Linked DNA regions of Anas platyrhynchos: region 1 is linked to region 2. A link is a contact called in public Hi-C data. All regions are on one chromosome and are shown on one strand. The core of a region is the stretch at or near the end of the contact, and the rest is flanking DNA. Distances in the headings are between cores, read along the strand shown. Region 1 holds the start of LOC101804808. Region 2 overlaps LOC101804808.

Region 1 (2,700 bases), core at 185-2,684, 76 kb after region 2:
TCAAGCTGGCAAGCACTCCTGGGAGAAGCACTTGGAATTTTAAAATAGCGACAAAAGGTACGGAGCTGTCAGAAACACACTCCAAGGTAAGAAGTCGTGCTGCTGGGGGTGTGGCAGCCTGCCTGGGCAGTCGCTGCTGCTTGGGATTTTTGGAAGATAAATGTGTCTCGGGGAATGTGCTCGCCGGTCTTCCCTCAGCTGCACAGAACAAGAACGGAGCCCGCAACCACAACAATGAAAAACCAAAGCCAGGAGAGCATCTGAAGGGCTGAGCTCATGCTGCTCAGGCCCTTTAAAGGAAGACGCAGTGTTAGAGGGGAGGATTAAATTTAAACATTCACGGAGTTTAGAGACAGCAACGTTCAGACAAGCTACTGAGAAAGCTCTGCAAGAGGCAAGGCCCACTGACAGCCCACGACCTGTCCAGGAAGAGCAATAAATACCAAAATGACATTTCTCGATCGTGATGCTGCTGCAACCAGGCAGCGTTTCACCAGAACCGCACGAGGCTCGCTCAGAAAAGGTGCCCAGGAACAAGGCGCCTCGCACACCGCAGCACGAGCAGCTCCACGGAACTGCTCTGCTCCGGCCACCTCCACCAGGAGCGAAATTGGGGAGGAAGAGAAGCGGCAGGGGCTGATGCCACCACGCAGGAGGGACCTGACGCACTCGCCCATTTGGCCGCTTTCTTCCCCCAAAAGCACCCCCGTTTTCCTAGCGCCCCACAGCCACCCCCAGCACGGGGCACCACATCCCGGCCACATCCCCTGCGGTGCCCCCGAAGCTCTTCGCTTTTTTGGGGGCTGCCTTTAGGGGGGCACCTCTGCGAGCAAGCCGCACGCACCGAGCCCCCCCGCTGACCCCCGCCACCCGCAGGGACCGACCCCAGCGCTCCCCCCGGCCGCAGCCCGGGCACCGCAGCCCGGTGGGGACCCCAAAACCCCCCCCGGGACCCCAAAAATCCCCCTGCGCCACCCGAGGACCGGAGGCGAGACCCCTCCGGGCACCGACGGAGGGATCCCGGGGGGATGATCCCCTGCGAGCCCTGCGCGACCCCGGGCACCGCCTCGCCTCGGGGACCCCCCCGCACCCCCAAATCCTCCCGGTGCCCCGGGACCCCCTCCAAATCCCCCAAACCCTCCCGGTGCACCGGGACCCCACCGCACCCCCAAGCCGTCCCGGTGCCCCGGGACCCCCCCGAGCCCCCCAGCCCCTCCCGGTACCCCCCAGCCCCTCCCGATGCCCCGGGCCCCCCCAGCGCCCCCCCCATCCCCGGTGCTCCCCCTCCCACCCCCCCGGTCCCTCCGTTCCTTACCGGGCGCGCGCTCCCGCTCCGGTCCCGCCACCGGCGCGCGCGCGCGCGCCCCGGCCCCTCGGCCCCGCCCCGCCGCGCCAAGCCCCGCCCCCGCCCCCTCCCCCTCCCGCGCAAGCCCCCGGCCCGGCTCCGCGCGCGGGGCACGCTGGGAGCTGTAGTTCTGAGGGGAGGGGGGGAGAGTCTCGCGAGAAGAGAGTAGAAAGGGATCAGGCGGACGGTGAGGCGGGCAGGGGAATTAGCTCAAATGGTAGAGCGCTCGCTTAGCATGCGAGAGGTAGCGGGATCGATGCCCGCATTCTCCACTCCTTTTTTTTTTTTTTTTTTCTTTCCTCCCTTCCCTCCATCTTATCCTGGGCCCGAGCTATCCCGAGGGGTCGGCCCTTGGCAGCTGCCAACTTGGGTTGAACTAAAATCTGGCTCCGAGAAGAACAAAGCTGGGCGGGCTGTTCCTGTGGGAGTAACCCTGACAGGCACAGCGCTGCCTCACCACTGCCCCGCACTACAGCTCCGGCCTCCGAAAATCCCGACCCCGCTGCCCTTCGTTTTAAGCAGCAAGGCCACGTCAATAGGACAAGGCCTGGTAAAACGGGATTTGCTGCGATAGCACAAAGGACAGGATCGGAGGGAAGATGCAGCGCCTCTCACAAAGGGATAATTTGGCACGAATTGCCACGAATTCTCAGCGGAGAGAAACTTCTCCACCGCCAGAGGCAACCCAGCAGCCCTTTCCAGCAAATGGCGATGGCAGCACGCAGCCTGGAGTCTGACAAACAGATGAGCGTATGGAGTTTGTTCTTTTTTTTTTTAACTTGAAAAAGTTTGTTCTCGTCTTTTAAGGCTGATTTATACCCAGCCTTCACAGCCCCAGACAAGCTCATGAAATAACCAGCTGTCGCTACCACAGCCTTCAAAGCTTGCACAACCGATTCAAGCATTCATATGCAGCGGGACTCAATGGGACAGCGCAATCCCTTGCAGTCTCCTGTTTCACCAGCTGCCACGCAGCCGACATGAGGGGGCTGCGTCACGAAGCACACTTGTGTTCACGGCCTGGTGCTCTCCTTTTCCCCGCTAGCTGTGGGTAGCTCAGCTCGGTGACCACAGGCACCCAAATCTGCTCAGGCTGAGGCTGCACCGCCCTCTGCAGACAGGCAGGGCACAATCTGGCACCTTCATCGGAACAATTCCTCGGGCTGTAGTTTTTTCTGCACGCTCCTCCTTGCCCGGCATGGGCTAGTGGTGACCACAGTAGAGGCAGGGACAACATATTGCACATAGACTCACAGAACTATTTCGTTATAATGATTCCCATCCCCACCCCCAAAATAAAGCCAGCACGAAACAAAGAGATCGGCTTTTCTTTTACAAGAACAAGATGACCACAT
Region 2 (2,700 bases), core at 90-2,589:
ACTAATGAGCATCCAGGAGCTGACTCCACATCAGTGCTGTACTGTGAGTTATCGGCCATTTGGTCATTGTTGCTCTTGGCTGGATATTGGCCGTTTCTGTGGCCTCCAAGGTCACCACTGGGCTCTACCACAAGTTCCTTCTCTGATGGCTGCCATCACGGGGGGTCCCTCATCCTGTTGAAAAGGAGGAGGCCCTGTCCGTTTACCTGCAGGCTGAGGAGTGCTCTCTGGTTCTGGTAAACTCCTTTATTTCTCAGCAATTTCTGTAAAGTCAGAGACTAGCCCTTCTTCAATCCCTGCGTGTTCAGTGCTCTGATGGCTGCCAGGTGCCGCTCAGGGACTGCCCTGTGTGGCTGGGTGCCTCAGGTGTGCACCTCGGGAGCTGCTGAGGCCCCAGGGTGAGCAGCTGGGAGGGCTGCAGGCAGCTTGGTGCTGGATTTCTGGTGAGGCTGCACCTCCGGGGTGGAGGAGAGCCTGCTTGGAGCCTGGGTTCTTGGATGGAAGAGCCGAGGGGGTCTGGTTTGGGCTGGCCAGGTATGGGTGTCTCGGGACTGATGTATAAACCTCTCCCACACCATCCGTAACCCACACCCTGGTACAGAGGGGCTGGGGCTCCCAGCAAGATCACAGCTGGAGCCCCCAGTGGGGAGGGGGCAGCTGAAATGCTGAGGTTTCCAGAGCAACCCTTTTGGCCAGGCTAAATGCTGGCCTCGCCTCCCCACCTGCAGCTCGGCTGGGTCACGAGGAGCAGACCTTTCCCTTCCCATCCCGAGCAGTGCTTTGGTGTCACTGCTGCTGGGGCGTGGAGCAGCCTGCTCCATCTGCCCTGATACCAGATGCAGAAGGGCTGGGTTTCCAGGAGGATCACAGCTGAATCACCCAACAAAAACGGCTTGCAGCTCCTAGGCGATGTTGGTTTGCTGTTGCTTTCTCCTCCCCCTTTGCCATCTTCAGGCAGGAGCTGGCAATGGAGGCACAGAGCGGGGCTTGTAGGGAGGACAAGGGGCAGGCGATGAGGCTGAGCAGCCAGGCCACCTCACCCCGCTCCGTGACAGTGAAACAAAGGAGAAAAAAAAAAAAAAAAAAAAAAAAAGAAAAACCTGCCACTCGGGCCTGGTCTCTTCTGGCGTTTCTTAGCCCCAGCGGCCTCCTGTTTGGGCAGCAAAGCCCAAAAAACCCCACAACCCTTTGCTGCACGACCTTGACACCCCCAAACCACAAAGCGCCGCAGGCATCTGAGCGCAGGAAGCGCAGGACCTGAAGGGGTGGGGGGTGTGAGCAGTGCCAGCCGCCCACAGCTTCCCCCAAGGGGCGCTGAGCTGCGAGGGCAGCACCTCAGGGCCCGGACCGCCAGCAGCGTGACAGCCCCGACCTGCAGGGCCTCCAGGCAAACCCTCGGCCCGGGCTGGCACTGACCCTGCTGAAATGGGGCCGGGGCAGGGCTCCTGGCCACCAGCAGCCAGGGGCTGGAAGCAGGATGTGCTCCTTGTGGGCTCAGCGAGCTGGGACAGAAAGGCTTTACGTAGAACAGAGGTTTCTGGCCTCCACGGCTTGTAATGCCTCGCTCGGGCCCTGTGGCTGTTGACTCAGGAGGGAGGCACAAGGCCAGAACGAGCCGGGATGCTTTCACCACGCTGCTGGCAGCCTGGACATCTGCTCCGGCCAAACGTCTCCGCCATCTGCGCCCACGGATGCTCCCACTCGTGCTCACGTCAGGGAAACACCGAGCCCGACCCACAACCCCAGCGGTTTTCCACCCCGGTGCTGCCGTGTGCGAGCCCGGCCCTCCCAGCTGGCACCGGGCCTGAGCTAAAAGCCAGCTGGGGCTTCACTGCCACAAGAAAGGTCACCAAGAGACAGGCTTTATGCTAAACTTCTTTAACCATCGTCATTACAACCATGTAAAACACAGCATTGAATACTATGTACAGTCTGTTGGGATCGGAGTAAAAAGGAATGATTGACTTTTTTTTTCCCCCCCAAAAAAAAACTTCCTTACAAAAAAAAAGAAAAAAAAAAAAGCACAGACATAAAAATAGTTTTTCAGTAATAATTATAATACATTAGGAGGAGTCGGGGAGGAGGAAGCGTTCGACGCTGTAAACAAGACTAGCAATCCAAATGGAAGCCGATGGTCAGGGGCTGGCAAAGTGCACGCAGGAGACTCCCCCCCCCCGGCCTCCAGCGTGGAGGCTGCCGGGGAAGGACGGCCCCGGCCCGGCCCTGGGTGCTGCTGCTCAAAGTGCTCGGTCAGGGGACAAAACGCAGCCCCCGGGTTTTTTGGTGGCAGCCATCCCGGGGCTAGCAGGGCAGGGAGCTGGGAGCCCTTTCCTGAGTTTGCCGGCAGCCCCACTGGCTTTGCTACGGGCTCGGGGCTGCTTTGGGAGTCGGGGCAGGGGCGAGGCGTTGGCACCGCTGCTGCTGAGCAGGCTGGGGAAGAGCTGCCTCAGGCCAAGTGAGCCAGGCTGAGTTGAGCAGGAGATGTTGTGGGGACGGCCGCTGCTTGCCCCCTGCCCCAAAGGTCCCCAAACCCCGCTGGTGGCTGCCCCGTGGCTCAGGGATGGCTGGAGGACCCGCTGCGAGGCTCTGCTACAGCCGGGGGGCTCGGAGGGCAGGGAAAACCCCGGTGCTTGGTGGCTTGTGCAGTGCTACCGCGCAGTGCCAGCTCCCTAAAATCAACTTTTCAATGTGAATACTGCA

The links. Hi-C and Micro-C count contacts between places; a contact is called where the count stands out from the background.
Region 1: a contact with region 2 is called in a Hi-C map of subcutaneous adipose tissue, with 3 times the contacts expected there. The contact joins the promoter of LOC101804808 here to the enhancer-like site in region 2. A contact is called at or near these places in 3 of 8 Hi-C or Micro-C datasets (skeletal muscle, small yellow follicle and subcutaneous adipose tissue).

Annotation. Positions count from the first base shown.
Region 1 is chr5:26,630,326-26,633,025 of IASCAAS_PekinDuck_T2T, forward strand. It overlaps LOC101804808, which reads right to left and starts at 1,435. Exons shown (of 15, transcript XM_038179640.2): 1 at 1,316-1,435. TRNAA-AGC (transfer RNA alanine (anticodon AGC)) reads left to right here and starts at 1,545; the gene lies at 1,545-1,617.
Region 2 is chr5:26,554,407-26,557,106 of IASCAAS_PekinDuck_T2T, forward strand. LOC101804808 reads right to left here. Exons shown (of 15, transcript XM_038179640.2): 15 at 1,863-2,700. Among named protein-coding and RNA genes, the nearest start is that of BAZ1A, 70 kb to the left of the region's middle. Within about 2 kb of position 1,340, at least 4 of the 8 cell types and tissues checked have an H3K27ac peak or open chromatin away from gene starts, as enhancers often do. A contact at or near this core is called in subcutaneous adipose tissue, where this site is marked.